Regions from separate parts of the Mus musculus genome. Here all the other regions are linked to region 7. A link is a contact called in public HiChIP or PLAC-seq and promoter capture Hi-C data. All regions are on one chromosome and are shown on one strand. Each heading gives the region's core, a stretch centred on a gene start, on an enhancer-like site or on the middle of the called end of the contact. The rest is flanking DNA. Distances are from core to core; before and after follow the strand shown. Region 1 holds the start of Upk3b (uroplakin 3B). Region 2 holds the start of Ywhag (tyrosine 3-monooxygenase/tryptophan 5-monooxygenase activation protein, gamma polypeptide). Region 3 holds the start of Rasa4 (RAS p21 protein activator 4). Region 4 holds the start of Tsc22d4 (TSC22 domain family, member 4). Region 5 holds the start of Dtx2 (deltex 2, E3 ubiquitin ligase). Region 6 holds the start of Prkrip1 (Prkr interacting protein 1 (IL11 inducible)). Region 7 holds the start of Ift22 (intraflagellar transport 22).

Evidence for each region. Promoter capture Hi-C pulls out the DNA fragments that hold promoters and counts their contacts. HiChIP or PLAC-seq counts read pairs in DNA pulled down with a chosen protein or histone mark.
Region 1: a contact with region 7 is called in a promoter capture Hi-C map of liver, with 2.7 times the contacts expected there. The contact joins the promoter of Upk3b here to the promoter of Ift22 in region 7. A contact is called at or near these places in 2 of 39 promoter capture datasets (both in liver), 1 of 15 datasets of contacts at CTCF or cohesin (large pre-B cells) and 1 of 115 datasets of contacts at active chromatin or transcription factors (large pre-B cells).
Region 2: a promoter capture Hi-C map of pre-B cells shows a contact between it and region 7, with 5 times the contacts expected there. The contact joins the promoter of Ywhag here to the promoter of Ift22 in region 7. A contact is called at or near these places in 2 of 39 promoter capture datasets (cranial neural crest and pre-B cells) and 3 of 115 datasets of contacts at active chromatin or transcription factors (astrocytes, large pre-B cells and memory CD8 T cells).
Region 3: a contact with region 7 is called in an H3K4me3 HiChIP or PLAC-seq map of bone marrow-derived macrophages, with 4 times the contacts expected there. The contact joins the promoter of Rasa4 here to the promoter of Ift22 in region 7. A contact is called at or near these places in 3 of 115 datasets of contacts at active chromatin or transcription factors (astrocytes, bone marrow-derived macrophages and large pre-B cells) and 2 of 9 other capture datasets (adipose tissue and liver).
Region 4: a contact with region 7 is called in a promoter capture Hi-C map of liver, with 2.1 times the contacts expected there. The contact joins the promoter of Tsc22d4 here to the promoter of Ift22 in region 7. A contact is called at or near these places in 2 of 39 promoter capture datasets (liver and maxillary cranial neural crest) and 2 of 115 datasets of contacts at active chromatin or transcription factors (embryonic stem cells and pro-B cells).
Region 5: a contact with region 7 is called in a promoter capture Hi-C map of pre-B cells, with 5 times the contacts expected there. The contact joins the promoter of Dtx2 here to the promoter of Ift22 in region 7. A contact is called at or near these places in 2 of 39 promoter capture datasets (embryonic stem cells and pre-B cells), 4 of 115 datasets of contacts at active chromatin or transcription factors (bone marrow-derived macrophages, craniofacial prominence, large pre-B cells and 1 more) and 1 of 9 other capture datasets (liver).
Region 6: a promoter capture Hi-C map of embryonic stem cells shows a contact between it and region 7, with 4 times the contacts expected there. The contact joins the promoter of Prkrip1 here to the promoter of Ift22 in region 7. A contact is called at or near these places in 2 of 39 promoter capture datasets (embryonic stem cells and hippocampal neurons), 1 of 15 datasets of contacts at CTCF or cohesin (large pre-B cells), 1 of 484 Hi-C or Micro-C datasets (double positive thymocytes), 9 of 115 datasets of contacts at active chromatin or transcription factors (the 230-238 cell line, the SCID.adh cell line, astrocytes and 4 more) and 2 of 9 other capture datasets (adipose tissue and liver).

What each region holds. Positions count from the first base shown.
Region 1 is chr5:136,036,814-136,039,883 of GRCm38.p6, reverse strand. It overlaps Upk3b (uroplakin 3B), which reads right to left and starts at 1,388. Exons shown (of 6, transcript NM_175309.4): 1 at 998-1,388; 2 at 693-842. The coding sequence starts at 1,082.
Region 2 is chr5:135,933,354-135,936,396 of GRCm38.p6, reverse strand. Ywhag (tyrosine 3-monooxygenase/tryptophan 5-monooxygenase activation protein, gamma polypeptide) reads left to right here and starts at 1,756. Exons shown (of 2, transcript NM_018871.3): 1 at 1,756-2,074. The coding sequence starts at 1,988. It overlaps Gm40346 (a long non-coding RNA gene), which reads left to right and starts at 2,081. Exons shown (of 2, transcript XR_868594.2): 1 at 2,081-3,043.
Region 3 is chr5:136,082,546-136,085,278 of GRCm38.p6, reverse strand. Rasa4 (RAS p21 protein activator 4) reads right to left here and starts at 1,363. Exons shown (of 21, transcript NM_133914.3): 1 at 1,102-1,363. The coding sequence starts at 1,166.
Region 4 is chr5:137,744,603-137,747,545 of GRCm38.p6, reverse strand. It overlaps Tsc22d4 (TSC22 domain family, member 4), which reads right to left and starts at 1,577. Exons shown (of 5, transcript NM_023910.6): 1 at 1,132-1,577; 2 at 1-698. The coding sequence starts at 430.
Region 5 is chr5:135,993,442-135,996,318 of GRCm38.p6, reverse strand. It overlaps Dtx2 (deltex 2, E3 ubiquitin ligase), which reads right to left and starts at 1,519. Exons shown (of 11, transcript NM_001256096.1): 1 at 1,353-1,519; 2 at 1-29.
Region 6 is chr5:136,197,226-136,200,341 of GRCm38.p6, reverse strand. It overlaps Prkrip1 (Prkr interacting protein 1 (IL11 inducible)), which reads left to right and starts at 1,388. Exons shown (of 6, transcript NM_025774.3): 1 at 1,388-1,567; 2 at 2,484-2,562. The coding sequence starts at 1,442.
Region 7 is chr5:136,906,504-136,909,523 of GRCm38.p6, reverse strand. It overlaps Ift22 (intraflagellar transport 22), which reads right to left and starts at 1,374. Exons shown (of 5, transcript NM_026073.3): 1 at 1,254-1,374. The coding sequence starts at 1,292.

The DNA.
Region 1 (3,070 bases), core at 139-2,638, 870 kb after region 7:
GACCTGACTCCCTCAAGCTGTCCTCTGAATTGCCCACGATCACGTCTGGACTGCTACATACAATAAATAAGCAAGTGCAAGACAGTTATTTTAAAGGAATAGAGAGCAGCGGACTGCTTCTGTCCCAGGAAGCGATCTGCAGAGGGCGTGACCCCACTTCCCCAGGTGACATAATGGGTCTCGATCCCCATCGGGGCTCCAACAACTCAGGATCACACATGAGATATTTACATTAAAAATTCGTATTGGTAGCAAAATTACAGTTATGAAATAGCAATGAAATAATTTTTTTGTTGGGGTGGGGGTCACCACAGCATGAGGAACTGCGTTGAAGGGGCGTCAGCATTAGGAAGGTTGTACTTGCCTAGCAATGCATAAACCCTGGCCTCTATCCCTGGTACCACATGGACTGGCATGGTTGTGCATGCCCACCGTCCCAGCAATTGGAAGGTGGAGGCAGTAAGCTCAGAAGTTTAAGGTCACCTGGGCTACAGCAGACCCTGTCTCAAAAAAAAAAAAAAAAAAAGGACAGGCTTTGCCCACCTTGTGCTCAACACATCCCTGGCTAATCTAATCTACAGTCCTGACCCTCACACCCAGAGACAAGGTCAATGTTACCATCCACCCAGATCCTCGGGTATCTCTTCTCAGCCCATGCCCTCACCCCAAGACCCCAAGTCCTCAGCACGCACCATTGCTGAAAGCCACCACTAGCCAGATGGTGTCCTTAGTTGAGACATGCTCATCAAAGACGCACCGAGGCTGCTCCAGAGAGAATGTAGTGGCTGTGATCTTCCCTTCCAGGTCCCAGGCTGTTATCTGCGGCACGTAGGCAATCAGGTCTATAGCCATGGGGGACAAAGGTGAGAATCGAGATAAGCACTGCTGTTCTGTGGGGCTCCCCCTCCCCTCCCCGATTCTCTCGGTCCAGGAGGTGTAATAGGTTCCCAGAACCCTAGGTTTGGCTAAGGGCATCCATTGCAAGAGCTCCACTCACCTAGACTCAGGCTTTGGGGGAGCCACACGAGCACCAGGAGAAGCAGGGGCGGCGGAGGGTGAGGCTGCCACCGCGTTCGCACCATGACTGCCACAGCACTTGATCAGGCCTGACCAGGCTTAGGGGCTGGTCCTGTCTCACCCCACCTCCGACACCTCTGGCCTACAGTTGCTGGTCACTTGGACTGCCAGGAGAACAGGAAAGACCTGAACCTATGAGCTCACCCCTCCCTGCTCCCAGCCCACCCCAGGGAGGGGCTCAGTGGGCTCCTGAACAGGGGCCCCACTCCAGAACTAAGGGAGAGGAGCCATTTAGGGTTGGCCTTCACGTGACCCCCCAGTCACCTCCATCCCAAAGCTGATGTCTAAATTGTGGTACCACCTTACTCCCTGGCCCTGGGAGGGAGACTCCCCTCCTCTATCTGGGCCCAGAACCACATGCCTAGGATTCCTGAACTCTGGGTGCCAGGAGCCACCCTCTGGCCATCCATCCTTATCCAGGAAGTGAGGAGAGGGGAGAGCCTGTGTGGTAGGCTGGCCCTGACCTAGTCCAGCCCCAAAGCAGCTCCCAGACACTGCCTGCCCTCCATGTAGCCTGTGCCCAAGGAGATATGTCTTCCCCAGCTCGGAATGTCCGTTCCTTCTCCAGTGGAAGCACTAGTCCTCCGAAAGGACGGGACAGCCTTTGGTGACTGACAAACATTTTGTTTATACAAACCCTACAAGTCCTTTTTGTTTGTTTGTTTTGTTTTGTTTTGTCGAGACAGAGTTTCTCTGTGTAGCCTTGGCTGTCCTGGAACTCACTTTGTAGACCAGGCTGGCCTCGAACTCAGAAATCTGCCTGCCTCTGTCTCCTGAGTGCTAACCCTACGAGTCTTATTCTATGTCGTTTTAAGTTTGTTTGTCTGTTTTTGAGACAGGTTCCCATGTAGTACAGACTAGCCTCAAACTCACTATATAACAGAAGATGACTTTTGAACTCTTTTTTTTTTTTTTCTTTTTTCCTTTTTTGGTTTTTCCAGACAGGGTTTCTCTGTGTAGCCCCGACTGTCCTGGAACTCACTCTGTAGACCAGGCTGGCCTTGAACTCAAAGGTCCACCTGCCTCTGCCTCCCAAATGTTGGGATTAAAGGCGTGTGTCTCTCTCTGCCTGGCAGTCTTTGAACTTTTGATGCCCCTGTGATCACAGATAGGCACTGCTAGCTTCTGCAAGCAACCTGGCAACCAAACACACACACACACACACACACACACACACACACACACACACACACACCCGCTATAAGACCCACAGACCAGTGACCCTGTGTGTGTGTATGCTTTTCAAACAGATCTTGCTAAGAATCTCTGGCCAACTAGGAATTCTTGCTGTGTAGTCCAGGCTGGCCTTGAACTCATGATCTTCTTGCCACCTTTTTCCAAATTCTGGGATTCATGTGTGCACTACTACAGCAGCATGAATGTGCCTTTTTTGTTTGTTATTGAAGACCTGGTTGGTACACAGTTCCTTGCATCCATGCTGATGTAGTCACCTTTCCATTGCTATGACAAAACACCATGCCCAAGGCGACTTATAAAAGAAGCATTTAGTTGGGCTTGCTGTTTGGAGGGTTAGAGTCCATGATGGTGGAGCAATGGCGTGGCAGTAGAAATACGCAAAAGCTCACATACTGATCCTCAAGTAGGAGATAGAAAGAAAACACTGGAAATGGCTTTAAAAACTCCAAAGTCCACCCCTAGTGACACACTTTCTCCAACAAGGCCACACCTCCTAACCCTTCCCAAACAGTTCTACCAAATAGGGACCAAGTATTCAAACATATGAGCCTATGGGGGAATTCTCATTCAAACTAACACACATACACACACACACACACACACACACACACACACACACACACACACACACACGCCTCCAACCCCTCCCTGGGGGATTCTAGTCAGGGGCTCTACCACTGAGCCTCACCCCAGCCCCTCCCTGGGGGATTCTAGGCAGGGGCTCTACCACTGAGCCACACCCTTAGCCCCTCACTGGGGGACTCTAGGCAAACACTACTGCTGAGTCACCCCTGAG
Region 2 (3,043 bases), core at 507-3,006, 970 kb after region 7:
TAAAGACCAATCCTGATTGTTGAGTGTAAAACAAATTAATAAAAAAGAAAGGAAAGGATATGAGTGGTCCTAAGGTACGGCTAAGGAGAGAGTTTATTACAGGTAAAAAAGGGGCAAGGTGGCAGCGCATGCCTTTAATCCCAGCACTTGGGAGGCAGAGGCAGGCAGATTTCTGGGTTCGAGGCCAACCTGGTCTACAGAGTGAGTTCCAGGACAGCCATGGCTACACAGAGAAACCCTGTCTCGGGGAAAAAAAAAAAAGATATAAAAGAGGCATAGCCAGACGCAGACACATCTGGAAGAGTCCAGAGTGGTCATGACCCTGAACCATGAAGAAAGGGGAACCAGCCAGGAAGCCAAAGGTACAAAAGGAGCAAAACAAGGGGTGGGTAAACAAAAAGTCTGGATTATATAGGGAAGAGCCCCTGGGCAAAGGGCAGCCCCTCCCCCTGTGCCCCAGCTGGCCTGGAGAACCTGGAGGCCAGGTTCACTTTGGTATGTTAAAAGTTAGTCAGCTGCTTGTTGTGGGTTCAAACAGTTGTCTCCTTTTTTTTTTTTTTTTTTTTTTTTTGAGCCGAGTGCTTTGTCTGCTTTGTGTATTGTTGTGTGCTAATGTACAAAGTCATTGGAACTGGGCCGGTGCTCAACGTGTTGAATGGATGAAGCAAAACTCTACAGTCAAGGCCATTGTGTTGGTGCATGCCTATAATTCCAGAACTTCGTCTAGAGTCACCTTAAGAAGTGTAAGACCCTACTTCAAACCAAACAACTCATAAAAACACAATGAAAATAAAATACGCAGTCAAAACTATAGCGGGTGTGCGTTCAGGCAGGCGTTGGTCCAGTTCACTGGAGAGGAAGAAGGGAGTCCCCCAGGGTCAGTCTGCAGGCAGCTACACCATTTAGGGAAAATAGGCAATATACCGGGCGGATATGTGTCATTCTATGATTTCATCCAGTTAAGTCCGATGTTAAAGTGCATCACTGGAGACTGCAACCATGGTGGGTGTGTGTTAGACAGTTGTCCAAGGGTTGCATCATTCACGCGGCCATCTCTAGGACAGGTTCACCTTTTCCATCTTTTCCATGGTGGTGGTTGGGCAGTTTGGATTTACGGTGTCTGTACTTCTTCTGCCTACTTTATATTCGTGTTTTTCCCCTACCCCTCCACCATGACCAGTTACTTCAGTTTCAGAGAGTCCAGATCTAAGGCCTTGACCTTTTCTTTCCTTCCAACTGCCCAGAGGCTATGGGGCGAGGCCGTGAATCAGCACTCGCTTAGGCTAGTGTAGACTGCTTCCCCGCCAGGGGTCCCCAGCGGCTGCGGGTTAGACCCTGCCCCCCATCCGGTCCGCCTCTGCCTGCGCGCAATGCCCACTGGGAGATGTAGTCTCCACCACCCCTTTGTCCTTGGTCTGCTCTGTAATTCAGCTTGCTGCAGGTCAAACTACAATTCCCAGGAGGTCACGCGCCAGAAGCTATGCAAAAAAAAAAAAAAAAAAAAAAAAAAGGGGGGGGGAGAGGCCCCCAGGGGGCAAGGAGAGGTGGGTTTGATGAAGCTGAGGATTTACGGTAAAGTGAAGAAAGGGGCACATTAGGGAGCAGTGTAGTACTGGGGATACACTGAGAAAATCGCAAAGAGCCACCGCGAATGTTCCAGTAGAAGAGAAGCCCAGTAAATGCAGGACCGGGCGGGACCGGGCGGGGCGCGCGCATGCGCGAGTAGGCGGTGACTTTTACGTCACCCGTGTGGGCGGGACCGCAGGGGGTTGTCCGCCCGCGGCACGCATTGGAGCCGCAGCCTCCTTGCGCCGGGTCCCGCGGTCGCAGCTCGTGCCGCCTCCTTCTCCTCCTCGTCTCAGTAGCTTGCTTCGTGGGTCGGTCCCTCCGACACACGAGCTCCAAGCCGCTCCTCTCTTTTCCTGAAGCCCTTCAAGGCGGTCTTCGGTTTCCTTCTTTCCAGCCGATCCTCTTCAGCCCTGTGAAGATGGTGGACCGCGAGCAACTGGTGCAGAAAGCCCGGCTGGCCGAGCAGGCGGAGCGCTACGACGATATGGCCGCGGCCATGAAGAACGTGAGTGTCTCCTCCCCTCCCCCCTGCCTCGCCCCAGCCTCTCCCGACACCGCGTTCCTCGGCGTGGAAGGCATGCTCCAGGGGCATGTTGTCTTGTCACGACTATAGGGTCACCTCTCCATCTCACTCCTTGGAGGGGTTGGGGACGGGGGCTCATGCACCCGAGTGGTGACGCGGCCTCTTTCCCAGCCTCTCCGAGTTCGGGGCTGGGGCGGGGTCTTGCGTGGCTGGTTTCTGCTGTGGGGTGGGGGTCTCTCTGTGACCCTGAATGTCCAGAGACCTGAGTTGGGGGCCGTGCGCATCCTTTGTGCCCCACTTCCCCTCCTCCCAGTTTAGGCGTGGGGGCGGGGGGACCGCATGGATGCGGTTCCTCTTTCTCTCCCTGGTGTCTGGGCGGCGCCTTCCCCATTCACTCAGCAGGTCTCCCAGTTTGCCGCCTCCCCACTCCATCACCCCCCCCCCCAATCTTTCCCACTGACACATCCTTTAAAGACGTTTCGGGAAGAAAAAAAATGTAGGACCCCCTCTCCTAAAAGAAAAAAGAAAAAAAAACCCAGCCTCAATGATGTAAAATCGAAACCACCTTTCTCACGTTTTTTTTTTTGTTTTTTTTTTTTTTAACAAAAGGCTTCCTTTTAACCATTCCCCAAAGCAAGTCTGTTAGGAAGGGAGGGATATGTGTGTTGCTGGCATTCCCATTCATGGCCCTCTATATAGCATCTTCATTTTTCATTTTATTTATTTTCCATTTCAAAGGGTTAACTATAATGCCTTTGAATGTTAACTGACTGAGATATGCAGTTTCTCTTTTAATTGCAGGCACGAGTCTGCAGAAATTCGTTTGAGTGTAAAAAAATATTCTGTCTGATCTGATACTGCAAACAAAGCGGTGGTGGGAGGCAGTATCAAGTCATTCCAGAAGATTCTGCATTTGTCATATTGCAGAGAGCCTAGACTGGGTGGAGGCTG
Region 3 (2,733 bases), core at 114-2,613, 820 kb after region 7:
CTTGAACTGGAACCGCTCCTGGCACTGAGAGTGCTGGGAGAGCCCGCCTGCCCGCCGGAGAGATGAACACACACACACACACACACACACACACACACACACACACACCTCCCCAATTCTCAGTTCTCTGTAGCCAGGAAACCCACCGGGACCCGGAGCGCACTTTGAACCCTAGGCCTCTGCCCCGCCCTTTCTTCGGTTTTATGATCGTGGCTTCTCCCCGACACTAGGATTTCAAGCACTTGGGTCCAGAAAGGGAAACTGAATCTTTGCAAATGAGGACATAAGAAAGCCACGAGACACGTTCTAGGAGTCACGCAGTTGACCTCGGGAACTCACTAAAAACAGTGTGACAAAGGGGTGTCCGAAAGCTCCCCAAATCTGGCGATGGATTAGAGGAAGCTTTATGAAGGACGGTAATGCATTTTAGGAGCCCTAGATTCACGACCTTGCTTTGACACCACCAGCTAACATTTCCTGTCTGTCGGCATCGGTTTTCTAATCTGTAAAGTGGTCCGAGGAGAAATGCCTTGCAGGGAGCGATTAAAGGGAGAGGCCCGGCAAAGTCAAGGGAGACTCTAAATCCTGCCTCTATGCATCCCTCCTGTCCCCTTGACCTACACCCCCACCCCCACTTTTCACACCTGCATGCCTTGCCCAAATGAATAGCGAATAGCGAACAAGTCCGGCGGACAACTCTTGGGGTTGTTATGGACTCCCAAACTACAGAGAGAGGGGGGGACACTCCGCCCCTTTCAGCCACACCCTGGGCAGTTCTTGCGATGCCATCCCAGTGCCAGTTTCAGTCTTTTAAAACTCCTGCCCCCCTATGAGCCCTGGCTTCCTGCTGTTCCCAGGTGGAGAAGCCCCTCCCTTGTCTCTAGCCCTCCGCCTCTAGCTTGCCCCTCCACTCTGTCAGGTATTCACAGCAAATCTCGCTGTCCCCATTTTCGTAGCCAGTCCCCCTCCGTGGCTGTACACGCCACATCCTCTCCGCTGCTCTCCTTGTGGGGAAGCCCTAAGGACCCCCCGCAAAGGTCAAGTATATAAAAGGGGATCCCATCAAAGTTGGGGTGGCCACCACCCGTACCCACTACTCACATGTCCTTGGCGGGCAGATTTTTCCCTTCTACGATTCGGATGGACAGCGAACTGCGCTTGGCCATTGCGGGTCGGCGACGTGGAGGCCTGGCGGGGAGGGGTTCGGACTCATGGGTCCCCTCTCGGGGTAAGGAGGGGGAACAGTGCGAGTGGCGCTGCAGGCAGGCGGGTGCGGAGGCCAGAGAGGGGAGCGCTGGGGCTGAGGGATCTCCGCTACTCCATTCACCCCTCCCCGCCCCTCCTGCGGGGGCGGGGAGACACTGCATGGAAGGACCAATCAGCGTCCTGGATGCCCAGAATGGGCGCGGCCTATGCGGCTTGCGTCCCTCATTGGCCACCTGGAAGGGAGGGCGGGCGGGGCCTGCCCCGAAGTGTAGCTGCTGGCACCCGGAGATTCTTCCACCACCAGGATCCCTCCTGGTGCTCTCGATTCTCAGAGAGAGAGCCCAGGCTCACGGAGGGACCTGGGTGTGCAGCATAGCTGCAAATCCATTAATGGCCGCACGCTGGGAGTAACTTGTCTGTGACAGACCTGGAAAGATGTGAAGACTCAGGCAGTTGGGAAAGTTTGAGGACATCAAATCTGGAAAACAGGATTGTTTGGGGCGTGTTTGTATTGTGGTTTCGTGTGTGTTCAGGTGTGCAGGTAGAGGCCAGAGATCACCCTCCGATTTCATTCTTCAAGATCCGTCCACCATTTATTTATTTGTTTATTTATTTATTTTTGAGACAGGGTTTTTCTGTGTAGCCCTAGCTGTCCTAGAACTCTCTCTACAGACCAGGCTGGGCTCGAATACAAAGATTCACTTGTCTCTGCCTCCCAAGTGTTGGGATTAAAAGCCTGCACCACCACCTCCAGGCTCTGGCTACCTTTTTAAAATTTTTGTTTTTTATTGGCTGATTGATTAGGGTGTGGCTTACATGTTGTGGTCCCAAGTGGAAATCAGAGGACACCCGCAAGAATCTTTTCTTTACTTTCACCAAATGGGTCCCAGGGATCAAATTCAGATTATCAGACTTGGGCAGGAGTCTTTCTACTGACCCATCTCCTCTGCCCCACCTTGTAAGACACAAGGTCTCTCATTGGCTTGAAACCTCCCCAGTAGTCTAGACTGGCTGGCCAGTGAGACTCCAGGATCCACCTTTCTCCATCTTGCCCACTTCTGGAGTTCTTTACAAGAGTTCAACACCATGCCCAGCTATCCATTAGTCCTGGGAACGAGTGATTCTTCTGCTTGCAAAGCAGTTTAGCAAGTGAACCATACTTACCTAGCCCTAGATCTGCATTCCAGCCCGCCATCGCTGCCCATACTGGTGACCAAACCTAGGTCCTTGAGTGTCCTGGTCAAAAATTCTGCTACGAGTGACATCATTTTATTCTTCTTTACCCCAAAATAAGATTCCATTGGGGATACAGACATACATACAGATTTTTTTTTTTTTTTGACACAGGGTTTCTTTGAGTAACCCTGACTGTCCTGGAACTCTATAAACCAGGCTGACTTCAAACTCACAGAGATTCCCCTCGCCTCTGCCTCTCCAAGTGCTGGGAATTAAGGGGTGCGTCATCAGCACCACTCCACCAGATTTTATTATGCTATGTGCACATATGCAGTACCTCTGGAGGCCAGA
Region 4 (2,943 bases), core at 328-2,827, 840 kb before region 7:
GGCCTGGCTGCGGGATAGGGGTGCTTATGCCCAAACTAGCCAGCTCCAACCTAGAATCCAATGATCTGCCTCCGGTGCCTCCAGAGGCCCCTCGAATGCCCTCCAGAAGCCGACCGAAGCTTGGAGGCTCCAGATCTCTCTCGTAAACATCCACACACGTCCACCGACCTCGACGATAAGGCTCTCCCAAACCTTGGGGCAGCTTCACCACCCGGAAACGGGAGGCAGGGGCTCCAGGTGGCGGAGAGCCATTCCGGGGGGTGCCCCTGCCCCCTGGATCAGGGTTGGGGTCCCCATTGGGGAGGCGGGGCGGGGGCCCAGCGAGAGCCGGTGGGACAGGGGAATCCGAAGCCCCTGGGCTTCCTGGGCCCTCATAGTCCGTGGTGACGCTGGTGATCTGAAAACTACTTTTCTTCTTACCACCACTCATGGTCCCTGGGGCTCCGGACTGGGCTCGGGTGGGGGAGGGGCTGGGCTCCTGGAGAGGGGCTCAGGCACCTCTGGAACAAGGGGGCCACATGGCAGGGACATCGGGGCCCCTGGGGACGTCTGGGTCCGACATGGCAGGAGGGCCTTGTGGGAACTTGGGGGTGCCTGGTTAGTGACTGGAGTACAGAGGGGAGGTGGCAGGAGGGGGGGGCAGGGGCAGGTTTTTCCTGCTGCTGTCGCCGCTGAAACCCCAAAGCTGAGCTTGCAAACTGGAAAAAGAAAGAGACAGAAAGTGAGCGAGAGTGTGTGTACGTGAGCAAAAGAAAAAGCAGGGGCCAAACCACCTCCGGGGCTTCCTCTCGGGGGAGCCGACTGGAGGGAGGAAGAAGAAAGCCACTAGAGACCCAGAGACAAGTAGAAATGACAGACCGGAGCAGAGGGGACAGAATTCAGAACACCCACAACAGGAAGAAGCAGCTGGGACCCAAAGTTGGACATTTCATGCTTGAGATCCAAACTCGTCCCCAACACGTATCTCCATGGCCAGGGGCACAGGGGTGAATCGGCTCCTCCCCTGAAAGGGCCACCCTGAGGCCTCTGCCGGGCCTCAAGCCCACCCCACCCCCATTCCAGTTCCCCCATCGCTGGTTAGGCACTGCCCGCCAAGCCAAGCGCCCCGCCCAGCCCGGGAGAACTACCTACCTCTCGGGCCTCGGCCACCGAGCTGAGCTGGAGAGAAGACCTGGGGGACTAAGATCTCTCTCTCTCTCTCTCTCTCTTTTTTTTTTAAATCCTAAGGCGGCCTAGAGCAGGCCACGGCAGGCAGCAATCAAGGGCTACCCAGTGTTCTCTGGCGTCCGCATCTCACTCTGCGAGGCATCTCGGTGGAAAGTTTGCAGTTGAGACGAGAAGAAACCAGCGCTTCCACGGGGGAGCCCAGGCGCAGCCTCGGTTAACACTCCACGGGTCTTCCCTGTTGCTGTGGGAGGGGGCGGCTCAGCCCCCCGCTGGCTCCAGTCCCTTGAGTGGCTCTCTCTCAAGGCTCCTCCCACGTGGCCCCACTGGATGTATCTCTCAGCTCCTCAGCTCCGCTCCGTCTCGGTCTGGGTCTCTGGCTCTCTTTCTGGGCTGTTGACAACCCCCACACCAGGAAGTCCTGCCTTCTCGGGCCTGCTCACTGCTCCTCTCCTCCTCCTTCCCCTCTTCCTCCTCCCTCCTCCCTCCTCCCTCCTAAGGCTCCCTGCCAGCTGGCCCGGAGCCAGGCCTGCCACAGCCGCAGCCGCAGCCGCAGCCTACAGTTGCTGCTGTAGCTGCTGCTGTTGCTGCTGCAGCTTCTGCCGCTGCGGGTCCCAAACTGGTTGCTTTAACCCTACACCTGCCAGGTTCCAGGCAACTCTTCCTCGGAGGGAGGGGCATGAGGGCGGAGAAAAAGAGGAGGAGCCTGCGGGAGGCCAGGGATTCCCTTACTTGTAGGCTTTTGCAGGTTCTCCAAAAGAGTCTCAAGGAACGTGCCAGACATGTTCTGGGTACCTGACTGTCCATAAATACATAGTCAATGTGACCCACTGGCTGTGATTTGTCACAGCGTCTCTGGTTTTCACCGTAAATTCACGAGAAACTCCTTTCCCCACTCTGTTTTCAAAAGCGAGCGGCTATGAAAATTTTCAAACATGCCCTAAAGTAGAGGAACTAGGAGAATGAACGCCCATACACGCCATCATGGACTTGTAACAAGTATCAGCTGTACCCAAACGTGTTTTATTCCTCCAATATCTTTTCTCGGATTTTGCTGCAATATTTGAATTTTTTTTTTTTTTTTTTTTTTTTTTTTTTTTTTTTACTGTGAATGTATGTATGTGTAGATCTGGAGGTCAACTTGAAGGAGTCAGTTTTCTCTTCCACTATGTGGGTCCAAGGATGGAATAGTGCCAACCATCCGGTTTGGTGGTAAGGCCCTTTACCCACTGAGCCATCCTGTCTATCCTGCTCCTGCTCCAGTATATGAAATCAAATCTCTGATACGGTGTTTCCCTCTCTTAAAAAGGGAAAATTGGAGAAAGCAAACTATCCAAGAAGGCTGTTGGTGGTAGGGTAGACATGTGTGTGGCGTGTGTGTGCACATGAATGAGTAGTTGCACACACTTGTGTGTGTTTGTTAGCCACAGGACCACACTGGGTGTCCTACTCAGGGTCTCTCATTGAATGCATAGCTTGGTAGGCATCCAGCAAGCCCCAATAATTCTACATCTATTCTCCACAACACTGAGGTTATAGGCACACATGGTTATGCCTGGCTTCTCATGTGGCTACTGAAGATTTGAACTCAGGTCCTCATGCTTGAGTAGCAAGAACTTTTACCTGCTGAGCCACTCCTCAGCCCAGAACAGGCATTGCTACCTTCTCATCTTTGTCCCTCATATAAACACTTAGGTAGATGGGAAGATGAAGTTGCTCACTTCTGCTTCCCCAAGTGCTTGGACACACACCCATGTCCACACAACTACCCCGTGCGTA
Region 5 (2,877 bases), core at 270-2,769, 910 kb after region 7:
CTGACTCAGCCACACCGATTCCGAGGTACCTTTGCCAAAAAGATGATTAAGTCTTCAGTGAAGAATCGGCAAGAGAAAATGAGCGCACAGATGTTGGGTCCCGTGTGCTGTGGCTGGCAACTGGAAATTACCAGGCTTATTTTCCAACAGCTTGGGCAGGGAGCAGAAGCTAGGGACAGTCTTTCTCAGCCCACTCAATTAAACCCTTTCTCAGAAAAGTCTGCGTGAGGACTTCAGAAACCGGTCCCACGGATGGTCCATGAAGGAAATCAACACACCAGAGAGGATAAAAATTTGACCAAAGTCACACAGAAAATAAGCAAAGAGACTTGACACCTTGACCAACTGAAGTCAATCCTGATTCTCGTGGCTACTGGGAACTCTACATCACAGAACTGTTACTTTTGGGTTGTTGGGGGTTTTTTTGTTTTGTTTTGTTTTAAGCAGGGGCCACAGTATATAGCTTAGGGCTGGACTGGAACTCCTGAGTCTCCAGCTTCTGCCTCACAAGTGCTGAAATTACAGTCATAAATCACCACACCTGGCTAGCACTCTTTTGGGGAGTGAGAGGGATGTAATATAGTATCTTGTGATGAAGCACAGGCAAGCTTTAGCTACCCGCAAACCTTTGTCTCCCAAATACTGGGATTATAAATGTGCAACACATTGCTGGGCTCTCTAGAATTTTAAAGGGGCTAAGACGGCACGGAGAAAAGAGAGTTCATTAAAGGTCTTGCCTGTGAACACATTCCCATTCATGCCACTGTGGAGGCAAAGCTAACGCGGGCAACCCTGCAGCTGTGTGAGGGATAGGATGAAAAGCGGAGCTTCAAAACAGAGACACCCCAAAGTGCCCCAGAGACCCAGTCTGACACAGACCGAGAATGGAAAGGCAAACGCCTCCAAAGTCCAACTCTCTCAGACAGTGGTGGATCCCTATCGCCTGGATGTAACGCCCCCACACACACACAAACGCTCCAGGACTGAAACTGACCCCTCAGGGAGCCAGGGTAGCAATAGCCTCACTGCTCTTCCAGGTCCTGTAGGACTCAAACTGCCAGGGATGCGACCCCTGTCTCTGCAAAAAATAGGGCTCTTACCACACCCAGCCCAGTCCCCAACGCTCAGAGCGTCCCAACTGCGACTTCCCGCCTCCAGGACCCTGGTACCGAGGTGCCCAGGGCTCCCAACGCCCCCAGGACTCACCCATCCCGCCGGCACGGCCCTCCCTCCTCGCACGACCGCCCCCTTCCGGTCTCAGCTTGGCTCAATAGCCCCCTCTCCTCAACCCACCCACCCACCCTCGGGACCCCAGGCTGGGCGCCAGCAGGTGGCCCGCCCGTCCCGCTCACCGAGTCTGAGGGAAGCAGAAGGAACAGGTTGAGAGGACCGCCGACCTCCGGGCTCAGCTCCGGCTCGGCCTGGGAAGAACCCTCGAGTATGTCTCCGACTCCGAGCCGGAGGCAGCCGGAGTGAAACTCGGCGTCGCAGCCTCCAAGCACCGCGCTGCGCATGTCCACCTCACGCAGTGCCTTCTGGGAAATGTAGTTCTGATGAAGCTGAGTGGGCTGAACCAAAGCACACCAGCAGATATAAATGTACCCAGCCTTCTCTTTCTCCTACTGACTTACTCCCTCGCTAATCACTGATGCATTTGATTTTTAATAATTTTTATATTTCTTTTTATTATGTGTGTATATTCTGGAGGGGGGTGTACTTACAGAGGTCAAAGAACAACTTTAGGAGTCCGTTCTCCGTGTCCACCTTCACGTGGGTTCCACGGATCGAACTCAAGGTGTCAGGCTTGTCAGCAAATGCCTTTACCCTCTGAGCCCTATCGCCAACCCTGATTTTTCCTTTTGTGGTGTTGAGGATCAAAGTTAATGCAAGCACAGTAGACAAGTGTTCTACTACTAATTAATCCCCAGCTATAAGAGTCCACTTGTAGGGGTGGAAGGGGTCCAGGATCTCATGTACCTCGGAGTGGCTTTGAATTTGTGATGTAAGCCTAGGCTGCTCTTAAACTCTTGAACCTCCTGCCTCTGCTTCCTAATTGCTGAGCTTACAAGCACAGTCTTTAAAAACATAGATTTAAAATTTTTAAATAAGAAAAGAATCTATTAAAAAATGTTAAGCCGGGCGTGGTGGCGCATGCCTTTAATCCCAGCACTCAGGAGGCAGAGGCAGGCAGATTTCTGAGTTCGAGGCCAGCCTGGTCTACAAAGTGAGTTCCAGGACAGCCAGGGCTACACAGAGAAACCCTGTCTCGAAAAACAAACAAACAAACAAAAAACAAAAAACAAAAAAAAAAGTTAAACCTTGGCTTAAGTTGGCCTGGCTCAGTGGTAGAGCACTTATCTATCGAGTAGGCAGAAGACCCTGGATTTGCAAAAGAAGTCCTTAAAATTCCACTTCACAGAGCCTGTTCCATTCCCAGAACCTGCTCCCGGCTCACCAAGCAGAAAAGATGAACACAGCTAGAGAAGTCAAGGAGGCCTGGCCTCAGCAGTGTCACTGAGGAGCAGGGGTGCTTGCTACTGTTTTGCTTGGAAAGGCAGAATTGTGTTGCTTCCTGCCTCTGCTAATTGGTCTCCATCTGACACTGCAGAGGGACAGTCTGATAAGACACAGCTGCTTTGCTCATTATTTCTGATGAATGGATGGCACCTGGCATTTCCTAGTGCCGATGGTAGCCACCAAGGACCCACGTATAATCTATACAGCCAGAAAGATCTTAATGACTTCACAGCCCAAAGAAAACGTGTCTGTCCCCAAAAGCTCTACATAAGTCCCTCCTAGTGGAAGTAGGGGGATTTTTTGTTTATTTGTTTTGGAGACAGGGTGTCTTAGCACCTGGCTTCAGAGATGGCCTGCAAC
Region 6 (3,116 bases), core at 139-2,638, 710 kb after region 7:
GAGTAAAGGCGTGTGCCACCACTGCCCGGCCTTCCTTCCAGTTTTAATGAAGCTCCTCTCCAGGTTCCAAAGGGAAGCCTCTTGCTCCCTTTAAGGCCCCACCACGTTCAGAGATCCATATACTGTACTGTCTATTGTTCTCCCTCCATCTCCAGCAACAGTCAGCTTTGAGGCCCTTTCATTCTAATAAGCTTCTTCTAATAAAGGACTTGTTTCAGTTTCCTTGCCTACAAGATGTTACTGTTACCATCTTGGGTTTTTGTTGTTGCTTGTTTTGTTGTTGCTTGTTTTTTTGTTGTTTGTTTTTTGAGACTGGCTTTCTCTGTGTAGTTCTGGCTGTCCTGGAACTCTCTCTCTACAGACCAGGATGGCCTTGAACTCAGGGATCCATCTGCCTGTAACTCCCTGGGTGCTGAGATTACAGGCCTGCACCACCACTGCTGGCTCTTAACATCTTTTACTATAGGGAGCTACTTCAGTGCCTCACGCATGGTCAACAAAACACTCCACCACCAGAAGGCCGCAGTTCCATCATTCTCCATTACTTTCACCTTCAAGTGAAAGACTTGAAGTTAATTCCTCGTCAGGTAGATTGGAATGGCAACTTCCTTTATTCTAAAACAGACTCACATACTCAGGCTCGACTGGTGGCGCTGTACTTTCAGCGTGGCCAAGGAGATCGGGTCTGTCTTAAGAGTTCAGTTACAAAGGAGATTATAAGATTATTATAGGAATCGGGGTGTGAGAGGCTGGCGGATCTCCGAGAGTTCGAAGACAGCCTGGTCTACAAACCAAGTTCCAGGACAGAGATATACAGAGAAACTCTGTGTTGAAAAACAAGACAAACAAACAAAAAAACAAAAAAAAAAAAAAAAAAAAAAAAAAAAAGGAAAGGAAAGGAAGGAAGGAAAAGAGGGAGGGAAGGAGACGATATGGAGAGGGCGGAGAAGGGGAGAGAAGAGGAGGAGGAGGAAGAGAGAGTGGGGTAGGGAGAAAGTAGAATAGATAAAAAAGAAACGGAAAAAAAAGACAAAGCCCAGGAGCGAGCGAAACTGGGAGGGACGTGCCAAGAGTCCCAGAGCAAGCTGTGCGAAGTCCTTGGGGACCTGAGACGTCGCCTGGGGCCAGCCCACTCATCATCACTAAAGGCCGTCTCTTCCTCTCCGGATGTGAGAATCAGGCAGCCCTGATTTGTTTTGAAACAGGAAATGAAATTAAAGTGCTATGATCAAAATAAACCACACTGACCTCGCGTTCATGAATATTCAAGCAAGCTGCTTAGGACTGCCTCGTACCTCCGAGGAGAGAGTGCGCATGCGCCTCAGGAGAGCGCCCCTCCCCCCGGGGGTTTGAGAGTGCGCGTGCGCGGTTGGCGCGCTCTTCTGTCGTCATCAATACGAGCGGCCGCCGGCAGCTTTCGTAAAGGAGTAGGAGAGCGGCTATGGCGAGTCCTGCTGCCGCTTCTGTGAGACCGCCCAGGCCCAAGAAAGAGCCGCAGACGCTGGTCATCCCCAAGAATGCGGCCGAGGAGCAGAAGCTCAAGCTGGAGCGGCTCATGAAGAACCCGGTGAGTGGAAGTGGGCCGAGGCGCAGTCCCTTCACCCCGCCGCCAGACCGAGCAAGGCTACATTCAGTCCCCCTAGAGCAACCCTGGGGCGGAGAGGGCGGCCCCGTGGAGGGAGCCTCGCTCCTGTTCTTGTCCTACAGCGTAGCTGCACGAAGGCGCTGCCCAGCCCTCCACACCCTCCTTTTTCTTAGTTTGCTGTTTGCGGTATCATGGCGTTGCTCGTGCTGTCCACGTTCCGTACCGAATCGGCTTTGTAAGATAGGCAGACCTCGCATCCGGGCTCCTCGCATCCCGGCTCCTCTTACCTTATCTTCCCTACGAGCTGGGATGACAGCCCTGCGCTACTATTCAGTATTGCTTCACAGCCCTTTCTATTTTAATATATGAACCAAAGCGGTGGGAGCTGGGTATGGTGGTGCACACCTGCTATCCCAGCACTCTGGTGGCTGACCCCAGAAGTTTGCTACAAATTCGAGGCGAGCGTGGTCTACGTAGTGAGTTTCAGATCAGCTAGACAGTGAGACCTATCTCAGAAACCAACAAAACCCAGAATCGATGTCTTAGCAAAAGTGTACAACTCCAAATAGCAGCCATTATTAAAGAAGCATTGGACGCCAAATTTGGACCACATCACTCTTTACCTCTTCAATGGGCCTCGTAAAACAGACAGCTCATATCTTTGACTAGAAGAGGTTGGCTCGTCTCTTAGTGACGTAGATTCCAGACTTGTTTAGCGCAGGAGAACTTTGGCCCACGTTAGACCCCATGGTGTAGTGGATGAAGTAAGGCCAGGGCAGCAGAACTACACTCAGTCAGCTCCAGATTTGAGAAGCGTGCTCAGTTGAGATCGTCAAACGGGATGTACCTTCCTCAGCAAGTGTATGTTCATAGATGCTTTTCTGTTTAACTGTTCCAGGACAAAGCAGTTCCAATTCCAGAGAAAATGAATGAATGGGCTCCTCGAGCGCCTCCAGAATTTGTCCGAGATGTCATGGGTAATGTCTCTTATGGGTGTCAGGGGTTTATAGTTTTTGTTTTGTTTTTTTTTTAAAGATTTATTTATTATATGTAAGTACACTGTCGCTGTCTTCAGACACTCCAGAAGAGAGAGTCAGATCTTGTTAAGGATGGTTGTGAGCCACCATGTGGTTGCTGGGATTTGAACTCCGGACCTTTGGAAAAGCAGTCGGGTGCTCTTACCCACTGAGCTATCTCACCAGCCCCGGGTTTATAGTTTTTAAGGGGAAATATGAAACACTATTTTCTTTTCTTGTCAACTAGATCTTTGATAGGAAAATTAGTCTGGGGCTGGAGAGGTGGCTAAGTGGTTAGGAACACTGCTCTTCCATAGGTCCTGAGTTCAATTCCCAGCAACCACATAGTGGCTCACAACCATCTGTAAAGCGATCAGGTGCCCTCTATTATATATATGGAAAACTATTTTGTCTTTACAGGAGACAGCACTCCTTGCTATTTTATGGTTTGACAGTAGATAATGGTTTCCCAGTTATGCTTTTGGTTTTGTTTTGTTTCTTGTGGTTAAACCATT
Region 7 (3,020 bases), core at 125-2,624:
CAGGTCTCCTGGCACTGGAACCTAAAGGCAATTGTGAGCCAGCTGGCGTGGGTTCTGGAAACCGAACTCAGCTCTCTCTGCGAGAGCAGTATGTGTTCTTAGTCACCAAGCTGTCTTTCCAGCCCCTCCTTTCTTTTAAGCCTTCTCCTCCTCTCTGCCCCAGGCTAGACTCAACACTCCTATATGGTCCAGACTGGTCTCAAACTTGTGGCAACCCTGAGTGTCTTGTATGCTGAGGTGTCAGGCCTGCGCCACACATGGCTCAATCCTCCTTTGCTTCTGTGCATACTTAGCAACTTCTTTCTCTGACAGGTTTCACGTATCCCAGGCCGGCTTCAGACTTGCTATTGTAGCCCGGGCTGTGGCCTTGAACTGTCAATCATCGTGCCTCTCTACCTTCCAAACCCTGAAACTGAGGCATGTACCACCATGAATGTTTTATATGAAGAGGATTGAACCCCGGGATTCCTGTATGCTAGGCAAACATCCTATCACCCAGCTCTACCCCAGCCTCCTAACTTAGGATTAAAAACATATCTTCACCATATAGTCACCTATGAATGTACATTGGTTCTCATGTTTGGTCCATCAGCCAATAACCTCAGATGAAGATCACATTATTAAGCTAACCTTCTGAGCTGGGACCCAAGGATTTGAACTTTAACCATGTAGGTAATTCCCGAATTCTACTATCTATCTATCTATCTATCTATCTATCTATCTATCTAATTTTGTTATCGGAGACATGTCACATTGTAGCTCAGGCTGTCCCAGAACTCAATACATAGCCCAGGCTGGCCTTAAACTTGTGATCACTCCTCCACTGCCTGCTGAGTCCTGGTATTATTACAGGCATGGGACACTGCACCCAGCTTCCTTCTACAGTTAACTTATTTGCATGTTTAGTTTCGGTCCATCTGAACTTTAATTCGGTGAATCACATATAGAGTGACTTCCTCATATTAATAACCACTTGCTCCAAGTCCCTATATTGAAAATATCTAGTTTTCTAATCTCATGGACACATTCCTTTTGCACGGAAGGTTCGGAGGGGAAGTCATGAGGCGCCCCTTATTTCCGCTGCCCTTGAGACCTGGGTACCTCAATATTCTCCTCCACTACTTGGGAGGGGTGAACTGGATGAAGGCCTGGTCACGGTAGCGCCAGCTGCCGCCCTCAGTGGGGTTGCTGGTACAAAGTTGCACCTCCTGAGAACAACCCCAGTTCTAGGGAGCCCCCGAGCCCTGAGTTACCTCGCAGGGGCCCACGAAGAGGATCTTAGCCTTCAGCATCGCTGTCCGTTAACACGAACCCGCGGAAGCCCACCACCAAAGCGCGCTAAGCTCCCCGCCGCGTCCGCCAGTCTGGGCCGCATGCTCTGATTGGCTGGTCAGTTTCCACGGCGACCGGGAACAGCTGCGCAGTAGCCCAGGAAACCCTGACAGTTCCGGGAGCCTGGAAAAGTGGCCTACGATGGAAGCTGAGGAGGACCAAAAGAGAAAAGGCAAAGCTGGTCCTGCTAACTGCAACCTGAGCGTTCTGGAAGGGGTACAAGAGCCAGGCTCCAACCTGCTTTATTTCTCCCGGTCTTCCTGAACGCTCCATAGATTAAGGGAGCTGCTAAACTTGCCTGGAAAACAGTACTGTGATTTTGGTTTTCTTTTATTTCCGCGGTGGATGCTGGAGATTGAACTCAGGTGGTCATCAATCCTAGGAAAGCGCTCTGTCATTGACACCATATCCCCAGTCCAACTCGCATGTAGACCTGCTGGCCTCAAACTCAAAGATATCCACCTGCCTTTGCCCCCCCAACTTTAATACCATTGAAGGCATGTGTCACCACTCTCGACTCCCAACTTTTTTTTCAATTTAAAAGGTTATATCTATCAATCAATCATCATCTATCTGCGTGTATGTGTGTCCGCCATGATACATATGTGAAGATCAGAGGACAAGCCATAGGACTCAGTTTTCTTCTCCCACCACCATTTCAGGCTTGGTGGTTCCGGCCGTTACCTGATGAGTCACTTTGCAGCCCTGTCATTATTTATTTTGATGCTGAGATTGTTCTTGGCGGCGGAGAAGCTTCTCCAAACCAGTGTGTGTGTTCTTTTGACATTTCGGTCATTCTCTGAGTTTTTTCATATTAAAAACAAAAAAAAAAAAAAAAAAAAAAATCAAAACCTACGCGCGCGTGTGGACACACACACACACACACACATACACACACGTATACAAAAGTGCAGGTGGTTGTGGAAGCCAGAAGGAAGTGCCCTGGAGCTAGAGTTATGGAAGTTCAGTTGCCCAAAATGGATGCTGGAAACCAAAGTCGGGGCTCCTCTGAGAGCAGTCAGTGCTTTAAACTCCGAGCCATCTCCCCAGCCCCGGCTTTCATACTTTTAAGCACCATTATATTAATCGCGGGTGGTTAATTTTATTGCTCTTGTTCCAGAGTGGCAATGTATTACATACATTCTTTCGCATGCATTGAAAAAAAAAATTTAGGGCTGGTGAGATGGCTCAGTGGGTAAGAGCACCCGACTGCTTTTCCGAAGGTCCAGAGTTCAAATCCCAGCAACCACATGGTGGCTCACAACCATCCGTAACAAGATCTGACTCCCTCTTCTGGAGTGTCTGAAGACAGCTATAGTGTACTTACATATAATAAATAAATAAATAAAAAAGAAAAAAGAAAAAAAATTTAAAAGTTTCAAAAGACAAGAGACCCCCTCAGGAAAATTATTTCTTTACAACAACCTGGAAAATTTGAAGGGAACTTTGTGTTCCTGCCTCTGACTTTCGGCATGAAACACACTTAGGTCCCCGGCCCGAGCTGTAGGAGAAGTTGGTGTCAGGTCATTGGGCAGCATATATTCAGAGATGGGACTGCTTGCCCTTTCGCACCTCAAGTTTCCTTTTCAGATGAGAGAGAAACTACACAGTGTGTTTCCCCTTACCAGGTAAATTCCTATAGAGTAGTGTGCATATATGCATGTGCGTGTCTCTCTGTGATCCTGTGG